Linked DNA regions of Rattus norvegicus: region 2 is linked to region 1. A link is a contact called in public Hi-C data. All regions are on one chromosome and are shown on one strand. The core of a region is the stretch at or near the end of the contact, and the rest is flanking DNA. Distances in the headings are between cores, read along the strand shown. Region 1 holds the start of Stard10 (StAR-related lipid transfer domain containing 10). Region 2 overlaps Arap1 (ArfGAP with RhoGAP domain, ankyrin repeat and PH domain 1).

Region 1 (7,065 bases), core at 2,795-5,294:
CGAGTCCCTATTAATGAGTTTCCTGGGGCAAGAAGCTCTCAAGAACTCCCACAGATATTCTAACTCCAAGTCCCCAAAGATCCTGACACCAGTCTGCTCTTGTCATAGGTCCTGGTCCTTCTTGGGTCATCCCTGCTACAGTGTGTGCTCACAAACTAGGGCCTGTAGGCCTGGATGCACCTAGAATTGCCTTCCCTCTCTCCAGTAGCACTGAAAGCATTAGGAAGAAGCCAGGAGTCCTCCTCTGCCTGCCACATAGACAGACATACAGTAAGCAACAGAAGACTTGAGCACAGGTCGTCCAGCGCACGCTTGCCAGGGGTGCCTTGTTCTTTCTCTCATGTGTCCTGGCCCAGCCACTGAGTTCAGAGATCCTTCAAATCAGAAAGGCCCAATGGCAGGTAACCAGACAGCTCAGAGAGTGGAAGGGCTGTGTCTCAGTCACACAAAGCAAAAAGATACCAGATCTAGACAATTCTCTGGTTGAATGACTGAAAGTATTTTTCTATTTCTTCAAGCCTGGGCTTTGAGAAACCTGGGTTTGGGTTCTCTGCTTGTTCTCTGCCATCCATACTCAACATCTGCTCTGGTACAAGGGGCCTAGACTTGCAGGAGGAACTGTTTGCCTCCTGTCCACTAACCCAGAGCCCAGTACAGGCCTGAAGCCAGAGCAGGCCAGAGGCCAGGGGGGAGGGAAAGAGTAGGGGTAGCCTCCATTAGCCTCTTTTATTTGTCCTAGCTGTCGGCTGGGCCCAGAGCCATGGTGGCTTCCAGGGACCTTTGGACAGAGATAGGGAGAAGAGCAAGGTAAAATCGATGAAGAAAATAAGGCACCCCCCTATACACGCACACATGTATACACACACACACACACACACACACACACACACACACACAGGCACACACACAACAGCACAGGATGCAGGAGAGGGGGGAAGAAAGGGGAAGAGAGGAACCAGAGTTTCAACAAACAATTGAGGTTAAGTCCCAGTTTCCTGCAATGACCCAATGATCCCTGGGATTCTGGTTTCTACCTGATGTATGACCTTGGCAAGAGTCACTCACCCCTCTGGGCCTCAGCTTTGTCATCCATCAAACAAGAGTAGGATGATGGGAACATAGTGTCCTTCAGTTCTTCAAAGAGTTATTGATGGGGTTAAAGGCCAGTGTTGCCCAAGGATGCAAATTCATCAGAGAGGGCAGCAGCACTGGAGCATGCTGACCCGGGTTGCACTCCTACCAGTTGTAGGGTGAGCTTTCTTTTGGTCTGTTTCTTTCTTAGTAACACAGAGGCAAGCTGAAGACTCTCCAGGACTAGCCTGAGGCTAAATCAGATAACCAAAAGAAAATGCTTCGATGGGAGGAGGGTGTTTATCAGAAAGAGGCTAACTGTGGCAACTAGAAGTCCTGGAATCTGGGGACGGGAAGCTCAGAGACCTCAGCTCATCTCCCAGAGTTCCATCTGTGCTGAGAAGACCAGACATGGAGCCTGGCCACTGGTGATATCTATAACTAAGGTGCCAGTCTCTTCCCTGGGCCTAGGTTCTGCCTCCCTCCTCTACTGTGGGAAATGGGGCTGAGGCAGTATGGGAGAAAAGTTAGAGACAAGATTAGACTTGGAGACTAACCCATCAGGACTCTAAGTATTCATATTCATATATTCTCTCTCTCTCTCTCTCTCTCTCTCTCTCTCTCTCTCTCTCTCTCTCTCTCTCTCTCTCTCCTTAAGCAGGTTGCACAAAAGGCTGCCTAGTACCTTAGCCTCTGTTCAGTATGTAAAGCACTGGAACCCGGTGTGTTGGAGAAAACATATGTCTTGCCCAGAAGCTCATAACACCACAGCTTCTTCAAATATTCTCCCTTCTCAAGTCTAATCTAGCCACAAGGGGTCTGCTTGAGGCAACCTAGTCTCCAGACTTGCCAACTCCTATCCATCCTGGGCAAGACTGGGTTTATTCATTAACCAAGCCAGATGGAGGAGGCAACCCCACCCTATTGACAAAGGGTGGCAGTACCCACACTCCCCCATAGACACACACACTCCCCCCCCCACACACACACACACACGCACAGATGAGAGCAGTCCCTTGGGAGGCAAACTTCCCAGCCCCTGCACACTGCTGGCTTTAAGCCTTTCTCATTCAGTCCCCCACCTTTGACTCTGTTCTCATGTCCTTCTTTCTCCAACACCACTACCCTGGTGGACACTGTGGGGAGGACCCTGAATGCAGTCAGCAACACGCTGACACTACCAGCTGCCCTTTCCGCCCTGCTCCTCAGGCTCAGACCCTAGGCTAGGCCTTGAAGAAACTCCAGCCCAGGGTCTTTAAGCCTAGGGAGAGACTCAGAGCAAGGAGGTATACAGAAACCCAGAGAGAGTCAGTCAGCAAGGGCATACAGAGAGAGTCACAGAGGGCAAAGGGACAGCAGGGAGAGCAAGCCAACCATGTGGGGACAGGTGGATCAAGCTATAAATGATTAGGACAAGGCAAAAAAAAGCACAGGGCCAGAGGGGAAAGGTCAGCACCTCAGGCTCTAGTATAAGGTCAGAAGTCACAGACCAGGCCCTAGGCAGCAGGGACCCTGCTAAGATAGTCCAACACCCTGGCCTCCAAGAGCAGGGATGCATCCCACAGACTCAGAGCTGGAGAAGGGTGCTAGGGCCTTCCAAGAGCCCTCTAAGGGGAAGTCCACACCCTGCAATGTGGCACTCACGACAAAACCACATGTGTGAGAAACAGCTACTGAGGCCCCTAGACCAGGATCTCTGCCCCATCAAACCCTAAGCTGCCCTGTCATGACGGAGAGAAGAGAATCATGGGGCCGGGAGGAGGAGAAATGGCAGTGAGGGGCTAGTGAGTATTCATTCATCTGCCTTCTGAGCTGTTTTCCCTTGACCCTAAGACCCCGCTTCCCCAACTTCACCCCTAGTATGGCTCAGGGCAAGAGAGCCATCAGGAGCTGCCAGCCACAGTCCTAAAGGCCTGCTGAAGACACGGAGCCTCACTGAGCCACAGGGCAGGGACAGGGAAGACTAGAGGAACCAAGCAGGAAGGAATCTCATCCTCTGCACACAAGAGTGCAGAGAGATGAGCAGAAGACCCATCTCAGACTAGAGAGCCCTGGGTGACAGAGGACGTGGGCCATTCACCCACCTACGGAGTCAAACGAAGGGTCCAAGCAGACGCTACTCTGAAAGACAGACCTCTGAGAAACACTATTCCCCTATGTATGCCTGGCCATCACCCATCTCCTAAACACACTGGCATGCCTAGTTAAGAGTTCCGTGAGCCAGATAAGTGGTATGGCCCATGTGTATAATGGGGGACCATACCTTCTCCTGGCTTATATTAGGAGACTGCGCCCACATGCACCCCTCTATGGGCTCCTGGTCTGAGTCGGACGAGGAGACTCCTGTGAGAGACAGTTCAGGAGGAGTGGAGGCTGCAGGTACCACAGAGCAACCCTACCTTGATCTTGTGCAGAGTTCGATCCATCTCCACAGCCTGCACCCACACAGACACACCGGCCTTGCTGTAGGTCAGGTTCCAGCCCACCTCGGCCTCACACTCTGACCGAAAACTGCGGAAGTCCTGGTCATCGGGCACCTGGACACTTTCACGGCCCAAAGCGGGCCGAGGCCCTTGGGGTTCTGTTGAAGCAGCTGGCTTTTCCATAGAGAGCGTGGGGAGGCCCGGGGCCCTGGTCCTAGTCCGACTCTCCTGGGTCCTCCGCGGAGGCTCAGACAACGTCGGCGCGGCTGCAGATGCTGACGCCACCTTCCTGGGACCTGCAAGACCGGTTTGGGGACCAGAGTCAGTGCGCTAGGGGCGCGGGTGGGGCTAGCCGGGGTCCCGGACCAGCGGACAGCTTTAGAAGGGCAGGTACTGGCCCCAGGCGGTTGTGCACCGGCACAGGACAGTCACCACCCTCCCACAAGGAGCGACCTCATACTTCCCTGGAGCGGCAGTAGGGTTGCTGCGTAGCGGGTGCAGGAGCCCGCGAGAGCCGGGCGGGACTCTGGGGATCGCAGGTGCGGGTCTGGCACGGAGTCCCCGCGCGGTGCTGGCCGGACTCGCACAACTAACTCGGCAGCAAGCTGCGCGGGGCCATGGTGGGGGCGGGGCGTGGTGGCCAAGTCTCACCTGTACGGGCTTCTCTGCCGGGGCGGGCCGGGGCCGGGGTGCGAGCTCTTCCGCCGGCGCCGCTGCCTCCGCTGCCCGGGCGACCGGGGGCCGCGCGGGGGCCCTGGGGGGAGGAGCAGTGGGTCCTGCCGCCGGCCCCGCCCCGCTCCGCGCCCCCCGCCCCGCGCGCCCCCTCCGCCCTCCTCCCTCCCGCTAGGCTCCGGGCTCCCGGGCTCCGCTCGCCTCGCTTGGTATTTTCCAGGCTGCGGAGGTAAGAGCTGCGGGAGCACCGAGCCCCGCCCCGCCCCGCCGGGTCCTAGCGCCCGCCCCCGTAAGCCCCGGAGAAGGGGCAAAGTCCGGGAGGAGCTGTAGACTAGCAGAAGACCCGGGACCAGTGAGCAGTAGCGATGTAGCCAAAAGGCAAAGTAGCCTGGGCTCTCAGAGTAAGGTTGAGGTGCCAAGAGGGATTCTGGAAGTTAACTGGGAGCTCCTTCTCTACTCCTCGCTCCCACCCTTGCAGGTAGGTACACACTTCTGCAACAGTTTGTTCACACACACACACACACACACACACACACACACACACACACCACTTCAGAGATTCAAGGGTGGGCACACACAGCCATGACAATTGAGAGCCTAACTAGCAGGGATAGGGATGACAGATCCTCAGTAACTAACTTAGAGATGTCCACAGCTTGCAAGCTCCATCAACCAAGAGCATAACGAGCCTCCTCCACACACCCAACTCAATTCCCACTAGGGTGTGCAAACCCAGCCGGAAGTTGATCCAACTTAAAAGGCTCAAGGTTCACAGGCTGGCCAGCATTTGGCAAAATTTCCACTTCAGTCTCACGCGGGCCAGAGAGGGGTCCTGAACCAGCACCCTCTCACATTGCTATTTGATAGCTTCCAAATGCACCCCTCTTTAGCTCTCACCCATGTACACACACATCCCGTAGGGTAACACTAGTACTCAAAAGCACAGGGCCCCAGAATGCTGGAGCCCCACCCCACCCCCTCCCCGGCCACCGCCACCCCTCAACAGAATAGAGTGGCCCAGAGCCCTACTCTGTAGCCTGATTTAAGATCTGTTCGCTAACTCCTCTGCCTACTTTTCCATACTGGAAGCCCTGACCCGTTGTGCCAGCTCTGTTTCATCTACTCAATGCAAGAGCAAGGACCAGGCCAGTATGAGCATGACAGTCTGGTCACTGGTCCTGGGCCACAGAAGACTTTTGATATGCTCCTCTGGAGAGAAGGAACAATAAGTGACCACCATTGACTTAGTAGTGCCAGAGTGAGAGCCAAAGTACCAAGCCTCTGCCACCCAGGGCTTCTTTCTGTGCCCTCTGCATTCTCTCCCTGGGCTCTCGTCACCTCCTATCTTCACCGTGTAGATTTCTTTTCTTACAGGTGTTAAGAGAAAACCGCGGACTCAGCACTGCAGCAGGTTCACAAATAGATGTGTATTTTTTTTTCCTGAAGTGCTCAGGGCTCTGAGATGTTTGTAAATCGCGCCCAATTTTAAAATGAGCAGGAAGCTGCCTGTGGTAGCGCAGGCCTATAACCCCAGCTACTCAGGAGACGGAGGAGGAAGATTCAAAGTTTAAGGCTTTCCCTGGGCTACATATTGAGTTCAAAACCAGCACAGGCAACAAAGTAAGACCTGCAATCGTTTTTTTGTTTTTGTTTTTGTTTTTGTTGTTTGTTTTGCTTTGTTTCTGTTGTTTTTTTTTTTAAAGGCTGAGGCTGTAACTTTGTGGTAGAGCCCTAGATTTAATCATTAGTACCACAAATAAGAAATAAATCAGTGTAAACACATAGCCATGATGGCAAGTTGCCCTGAAGGGTGTTCTACAAAGTAAGTCTAAAACAAAACAAAACCGCAGGTCCCCATCAGCCTGTGCAATTGACCTTAGATACCCAGGCCTCCCATCGGTGTGGGAGGAAGCGGTGTGGGAGGAAGCGTCAGCTAATCACACGCACGCCCTCTAAACTCACCCTCTTTAGAAGTGTCTGGGAATGAGTAGGTGGCTTTGGGCTTGAGAGGCCCCAGGCACTAACTCTCTGAACCTCCTTTGCCCATGTCCACCTTCCCCAAGCCTCAGTGTGTTTGTCATACCAACACTCCCAAGCTGGCAGGAGGCCCAAAGGGACTTTAGAAAAGCCAAGGACTGCTTTGTGAGCTGGATCTTCAGGGACTAGCCACGAGGTAGAGATAGCAGCTGTGGCCTGATGGCTTTGGGGGCCCTGATAGCACAAATCTTGGCAGATATCAGGCAACAGGATACTAAACCTCTCATGCCCACCTTCCAGTCCAGTGTGGTGGAGAGATAAGGCTGGGGTGAGAGAGCAGGAAGTGGCTGTGAAGGCAAACTGACAGGACCTCCCTAGCCCTAAGGTGCCAGTCTGAGGGGAAAACAGCCAGCTAGTGAGGAACAGATAACAGGAGCCAAGCCATCACTCACATAACCCAGATTAAGAATAAATCTTTTGGGTCTTGAGGATCAAAAATAGCAGGTGACCTGCTGGAGGATGAGCAGAAGGATGTCACTTCCTCCTGCACATTGATGTGCCCACGCTGGACCCCCATCTCATGAATTTAGGTGTCCCTGGTTCTGAGGCTCCTGACAGCCTTGTGAACATGAAAGTGGTCCCAAATCCCGTTGCACCACATCCCTGAGCAAGAGAGACAAGAGGAGTGAGCCAAGCAGATAAGGAACAAGCTTGGGGTCTGGACACCAATCCTAGGACCCAGCCACGGCTGCTTCCTACTGCCTGGCTATGGACCCGGGTTCAAATCCAAACAATACCATTTTTTAGTTCTGTGACTTGAAGTAGATCCCCACACACACCTGTTTCCTCATCTGGAACAATAACCTCTGAGAATGACAACAACGAAGGCTTTGGGCTTGGGTATACATGCCTTTCACCCTTA
Region 2 (7,065 bases), core at 1,692-4,191, 57 kb before region 1:
TCCCAGCACTCAGGGAGCAGAGGGAGGGAGATCTCTGTGAATCTGAGGCCAGTCTGCAGTCTATAAACATTCCGTATGTGTGTACATGTCTGTATAGGTATATGCACATGAGGGCAGAGGCCAGAGGATACCCTGGAGCTGGAGTTCCAGGTGGTTGTGAACTACCCAATGTGGGTCCTGTGAACCGAACTCAGGTCCTCTGCAAGAGCAGTATGAATTCTTAACTTCTGAGCTAACTGCAGTCCCAAGCGGCAGTCTATAACCATATCCTTCAAAACCTTTGTATAAAGCATTCCTTTCACCGCAGACACTTGTCCCTGTCTAGCCTAACTCGTACTCTTCCCTGAGACATATATCCCACCTCCTCTTCCTCTACTGCGGACTTTCCATCATGCCTCAGGCTTCTTAGGGGCTTCTTTGGGACTCCCCCACCCTCTATACTACTTCTCTATCTTTAAGATTTATTTATATTTCAAGCGTAAGTGTGCACGTAAGTGCAACACCTGCATGCAGATGCCCACAGATGTCAGAAGAATCAGATGCCCCAGAACTGAAGTTATAAGTGTAGTGAGCCACTATGTAGGCTCTAGGAATCGAACCCAGGTCCTCTGGAAGAGCAGCCAGTGCTTCTCACAACTGAGCCGCCTCTCCAGACTACCTCCGTATTTCCAATCATTCTGCACGCTACATCCTTCCTTCGATGTTTGTTTCACTGCAATGACTTCAAAGGACAAAGGACCCAGAGCACATTTTACCCCAGAGTCAGAACTTTCCCCCTAAAATGTTCCAGGGACCTTAGAAGGACCCAGGCCAATCCTAGGACTTTCACCAGCACAGCTGCAAGACGAGGCCAGGCCCAGTGACCTGGGGACTCTGGCCTTTCCTGATGCCCCCTTCCAGTGGCAAACTTTCCCAGCTGCCCACTTCCTCCTCAACAGCTGGGTCCTGCACTCCTCACTTCCCCCATGTCACTTCTGTCCTTCCTCCTCCACCATGGGCTGCTGCACACCCTGGCTCTGTCCTACTCACTTCTGCCCAGGCCACAGTACACAAAGCTCTTATCAGGCCTCCTTTGTAGGAACAGAGGTCTGCAGCCTGCATGCCACTTGACACTTCTTCCTGGGCCAGGGGCTCCCCTTCCTAGGCACTACTGTGGGCCTGGCTTCTGCCAGAACGTTTTACATAAAATGACCCCAAACCATGGATCCCCCTTTTGCTTAAAACTCACTTCACCCTCCAGGAAATCCACCCAAATGTGGATTTCACCCTCTAGTTAACAGCCTGGTGGGCCTCCATACCACTCCAAGACCTGAGCCCCACAGACCAATCCTGTTGTGGTGGGCAAGAGGCAGGTAGCATCTGCTCTGTGTATTTCCTGGGTCTGACTCTACTGTCTCCCTGAGGACAAGAAGAGCAGGTCAGCCCATGGCGAGCTTTCAGACAGATCCATGACCCCTCCCCCACACTTCTGGTGACCAGTCCAAAGTAGAGGCCATAATATGTTCCCAGTGACCCAAGGGGTGCTGGGTTCATTAGGGATTCCTGATAACTGGAAGGAGGGGAGGGCAACCTCACACTCAGCATGCACCCACCAATCACCCAGACACCACGGGAGGAACCATACAAATGAAATGCCAGCCCTCTTTAGGTAGGTCCCTGTCACCTTGGGCTGGGGGTATGGGAATTTAGACACATAGCATTCTTGAACTTAACACACTAGCCTAAATTCCCTTGGGGAGCCAAGGGAATTGCCTTATGGTGCAGGAAAGTGGGAATGAATGCCAGAAGAGAGCAAGGAGCAGAGGACCCTCCTACACAAACACAAATGCACATGGACACACACACACACACACACACACACACACACACACACACACACACACTCACCCCAACAACAGTCTGTGGGGCAGGTCTGACAAAGGCTCAGAAAACAGGCATTTAGGATCACTAGGAAAGGCTGATGTGGAGACAACAGAGAGAAGGAAGGAGAAGGGGGACAGTGTTAGAAAAGAGCAGAACAAAACAAACAAACAAACAAAAAAAAAAAAAACAGGAGAAGCCGAGAAACGGTCCTGGAACTGTCTGAGCAAACCAAGGGAAAGCACAGCATCCTGGAAAAGCAGCTCAGAAAGTGACAGTCACACAAAGAGTGACTCATCCTCCAACCCTCCCACCTGCCCAACACCCTAGCCAGGGCTGCCCCTCACTCACCCTCAGAGGCCTGCTGAATCCTGTCTTGGGCCTGAGAACGCCTAAGGCTCCAGCCAGGTGGAGCAGTATGTGCCAGGGTGCCCTGTGTCTGCCGGTGGAAGCTTGTGTGGGCTCTGGCTGGTCCTGTGGCCAGAGCCCCTATTGTTGGCTGTGTCTGGGTCTGTTCCCTTGGATATGTGAGCCCCAGGTATGTCTATGTATACCTATGGGGAGTGTCTCTGAATGTGTGTAAATGTGTGTGTGTGTGAATATAATCATAAGTCTGTCCGGGAGGGAAAGAGATTGCGTGAGTGTATAAGTGTGTGTGAGTGTGTGTGTGTGTGTGTGTGTGTGTGTGTGTGTGTGTGTGTGTGTGTGTGTATCCAGCTCTGGTCTTTGCTTCCTGCTCTCTGCCTCTCTTACCCCCTCCCCGCCCCCCTTCAGCCTAGGCCAACACACTTCCTGAAAACACTGAGAGAGAAAGAGAGAAACGTCACCCATAATCCCCTGGGACAGATACTTCCTCCCCGCCCCTCAGGCCACGCCAGCACCAGCCAAAGTAAAATGGGGCAATTAGCCCTGTCAGCTGGTCCCCTGAGGCCTCACAGGGTACCAGTCCAGGAAGCCCTGATTCTGGCTAGCCCTTATATGAATCCTCCACCCTAACCTCCTGAAAGAGGCCCAAAGAGGCTGCAAAATAGGCTCCCTGAAGGGACAGTTTCTGCCCCAGCAACAGGTGATCAGTCTTCAGAAAGACCACGGATTGGCTGAGCGGCAAGGCATTCTGGGGCACTGAAGGGAAACCTTGCAAGGTGTGACTCCTGACAGTGGCTGGCCACTCTGGGCAAATACTTCCTTTCCCTCAAATACCTATAGGTATCCGAGTATCAGAGGAGGAAGCTGAGACCCACAGGGAGTTGGAAGGGGCTGTGTGGAGTGGCTCTGGGACCCTTGATCAGAAACAATCCCTCTGTGATCCAGAGAAGCAAGTCCTGAGGGTTTTGTCTCTGACATCTGAAGCTGAGTGGACAGGGCCAGGAGGCAGGATCTGAATGCTGGTTTCCTCTCTGGGGTGGAGTGGCTTTGGGCAAGTTTCCCTGCAGCCAATTCATAGGCATGGGCTGAAATAGTCAATGTTACAGATGCAGAGGTAAAGTGGGGTCTTCAGGATGTGTGTGAGCCTGCCTCTAAAAGCCCTCAGTTTGACCAGGCAGGAAGGAGGGAGCCCCATCTTTCCTTGTTTTCTGGTTTGCTTACAGCTTTTCTGTAGCCTAGAAGACTATCAGCCTCTTGCTTGTCACCATCCCCACAGATGGGATGACAGGAATTAAGGAGAAGGCTTTGGAGTGATGCGCTCAGGGTCCCTGAGCTCTATGGCCAGTCTGAACCTAGGCCTGCTCACATCATCTGAAGACGTCCAAGCTCAGCACCCACAGTGTGAAATCCCCTGGCATCACTGGCCTTTCCTCTCCATGACATGTCAAAGGGGCCTATTAGGTACTGCTTGCCAGGCGTTCAATAGTAAAGGAAACACTGACGAAGATCCCACAGCCCTAGGAGAGCTGACATTCTAATGGTGCCTGGCAGCATATGCACACACATATGTGCACAGTGACTCACACTTGACAGTACACAAACACTAAACGTGCCAATCTGCTTACCCAAACAGCATCTGCACACTATTAACAATGCGAACTGGCACTGCCAGCCCCACAGCAGCAATACGCTCAGGCTTGTGCATATGCCTACTCAGCCCGGGGGACCCGGATATACTGACCTGTCACCCGTACAGATCCCTGTACCTATTAGGACCAAGCATGGCCACCTGTAGAACCAACACAAATATGCACCACCCTGACAGCTGGCCAAATGTGCATATGTGTACCTACACATGTGTACAGACATGCAGACAGGCAAAACACCCATACACATAAAGTAAAAATTAAAAACAAAACAAAACAAAACCAGTGGCTGGAGAGATGGCTCAGAGAGCACTGAGTGCTTTTCCAGAGGTCCTGAGTTCAATTCCTAGTCAAATTCCCAGATGGTTCACAACCATACGATGCCCTCTTCTGGTATGTCTGAAGACAACGACAGTGTACTCATATACATATTTTTTAAAAAACCTAAAGCCTTTGTCTATCCATGAGCTGAGGACCGCAGATGCCTACGACTATCGAGGCCTCATCCCCAGGACAAAGGACGCCAGGCCTGGCACCACTTTGCCCTAAGGAATGGCCCCAAACTGTGCAAATCAAGATGTCTCTTTGCAACCTGTGGCTCCACATCCAGGAGTCAACAAACTGCAGATCCAAAAGTGTGCAGCAAACCCACATCTATCCTGAATACATGAGGCTTCTTTTCCTTGTCCCTATTCCCTGACAAATCCGGTATGGTAGTTATCTACAGACAATTCGCAGTGTATGTGGCACTGTAAGTAATGCCCAGAAGATTTGTAGTACAAGAGATGGGGCTGGAAACACAGACCAGTGGGAAAGAGCTTGCCTAGCATATGCACAGCCCTGAGTTTGATCGACCCTAAAGCACAGAAAAACAAACAAACAAACAAACAAACAAGGCAAAAAAGCATGAAGAATGCATACAGATTTCTTGCAAGTATTACACCATTTTATAATTTGCCCCAACCCCATTCCTACTGAGGGGCCAGATGTCTTATTTAGAGGCCTTGACTCCCCCCATACACTAGCCAAGTACCTGTGTCCGGACTGTAGCTCTGAGAGTGGGCCTTGTATCCTGGGGCCCAGGGCTGTGGGCATGATTTTTATTTACCCTGAAGGTTTCCTGAACAGGTACAAGTGTCAGGAGACCCACAGAGGGCCCAGATAGGTCAGACAGGGCATCAAGGGCAGAGGGCAGAGGGCAGAGGGCAGAGGGCAGAAACCCCATCCTTGTTTTTTTCCTGATTTACTTACACCTTGGTCTATACCCTAAAATCTTATCCCAGGTGAATTCTTCCCCTTGTCCTCTTCTGAAGGCCTCTCCCTTCCCAAAACATCTCCAGAGGGTCAGCCTGGTGAAGTGGAAACTTAAGGGTTTCTTTGGAAAGTCAGTTGTGTCAGATGGTGCTTTGCTGGGGCAAACATGTAAAAGAGTGTTTTCCTGAAGCAGACACAGGTAAAAAGACATTTTGCTAAAACAGACAGGTAAAGGAATCTTTCACTGGAGCGGACACGGGTGAAAGGACGTTCTGCTAAAGCAAGCACGTGAAAGGGTGCGTGATGACGGATTCTTTGCTAACCACAGACACGTATTCTCGTCCACCTTACATAGCATTGTTGAGCTCTATTTGTCACCAAGAAAGACACCAAAAATCTTCTCAGAGGATCCTGTGGCTTCTTGCCGCTTCCACAGACTTGGGACAATTGACCGGGTGATGTCAGCAGATACAGACTGGTGTAGAGTTTTTGAAGATAGACTCATGTGAAGACACACGGTGAGGTAAGACCCGTGGAAGACACGTGACGTTTGGAGTCATAAATAGGAATTATACATAGGGCTCAATGGACAGTGACAGGGGCTTGACTTGCTTTTTACAGTGCTTCTTGTTCTCTGCTTCACTGAGAGGCACAGCCAAGAATTTCCCGTGTCCCTCCTGCTGACTCATGCCGATTCGGCTGAGGCCTGGCTGTCCCTGCTGGGTCAAGCCACCGCTGCCCATTCATGTTTACTATCCTGGCTCTACCAAACTGGACTGCTAATATATTTGTAAAATGTTCACGGGTAGATGGAGCTGCCGCCGGTGATTTCTGTAAACTGGACTGCTGATTCCTAACAACGCACGCAGATGAGATTTGCTCCAGAAAACAATTTCTAAACAGGTCCACTGCTCCTATATACTAATAACCTTTCTTTTCCACTACCTCTGGTATATGGTGGGCTTGAAGGGAGGTTAAAACGTTTAAAAAAACCATCATTAAAATTAAGGTAAAAAAATTAAAACCTACACTCTGGGTTGGGAGAAGGAAGGAGAGAACGGATGTGGGGTGGTATATCCAGGGTATTCCAGCAACTTTGAGTCTGCTTTGGCTCACCCTCATTCTCTCTCTCTCTCTCTCTCTCTCTCTCTCTCTCTCTCTCTCTCGTCTCTCTCTTTGTCTCTGTCTGTCTCTGTCTCTGTGTCTCTCTCTGTCTCTTTCTCTGTCTCTCTCTGTGTCTCTCTCTGTGTGTGTCTCTCTCTGTCTCTGTCTCTCTGTCTCTCTCTGTCTCTGTCTCTCTCTTTGTCTCTGTCTCTCTCTGTCTCTGTCTCTGTGTGTGTCTCTCTGTCTCTTTGTCTCTGTCTCTGTGTATGTCTCTCTCTGTCTCTTTCTCTGTCTGTCTCTCTCTCTGTGTCTCTGTCTCTGTCTCCGTCTTTCTCTGTCTCTCTGTCTCTCTCTGTGTGTCTCTCTCTGTCTCTCTCTCTGTCTCTGTCTCTGTCTTTCTCTCTCTGTCTCTCTGTGTCTCTCTCTGTCTCTGTCTCTCTGTCTCTGTCTCATGCTTGCACTCTCCCCTGCATGCAGGAGAATGGCCATTAGAGGGTGCAATAGCACCAAGAACAATGAATCTATACTGTGGTAACAGGGTCCTGAGGATGCAGGAAAAACATCTTGTGCTTTTTTTCCCCATCAAGTACATCTCATAACTTTAGACCCGGTTTGGCCTAGAAGGTCCCCTGACTCAATGCTACTCTCCCATGGAGAAAACCTCACAGACTTTCCCCGCAAGTGTGTTCCCTGCCCCCACTTCCCATCGCTACCACGTACCTGCATGGACCCAGTTAGCCCTTCCCTCCATGCCCCAAGCTCCAGGATCCCAGCTTGAAATCAGAACACAACCCCCACCTCCCACAGAAGGCTGCAGAGATCAGCAGAATCCCCA

Evidence for each region. Hi-C and Micro-C count contacts between places; a contact is called where the count stands out from the background.
Region 2: a contact with region 1 is called in a Hi-C map of liver, with 2.5 times the contacts expected there. The contact joins the enhancer-like site here to the promoter of Stard10 in region 1. A contact is called at or near these places in 6 of 12 Hi-C or Micro-C datasets (Schwann cells, frontal cortex, kidney and 2 more).

The regions. Positions count from the first base shown.
Region 1 is chr1:165,131,716-165,138,780 of GRCr8, reverse strand. Stard10 (StAR-related lipid transfer domain containing 10) reads right to left here and starts at 4,044. Exons shown (of 7, transcript NM_001013069.1): 1 at 3,948-4,044; 2 at 3,471-3,790. The coding sequence starts at 3,677.
Region 2 is chr1:165,187,502-165,194,566 of GRCr8, reverse strand. The region is part of intron 3 of Arap1 (ArfGAP with RhoGAP domain, ankyrin repeat and PH domain 1); the gene reads right to left. Among named protein-coding and RNA genes, the nearest start is that of Arap1, 30 kb to the right of the region's middle. Within about 2 kb of position 2,941, at least 70 of the 93 cell types and tissues checked have an H3K27ac peak or open chromatin away from gene starts, as enhancers often do. A contact at or near this core is called in kidney and liver, where this site is marked.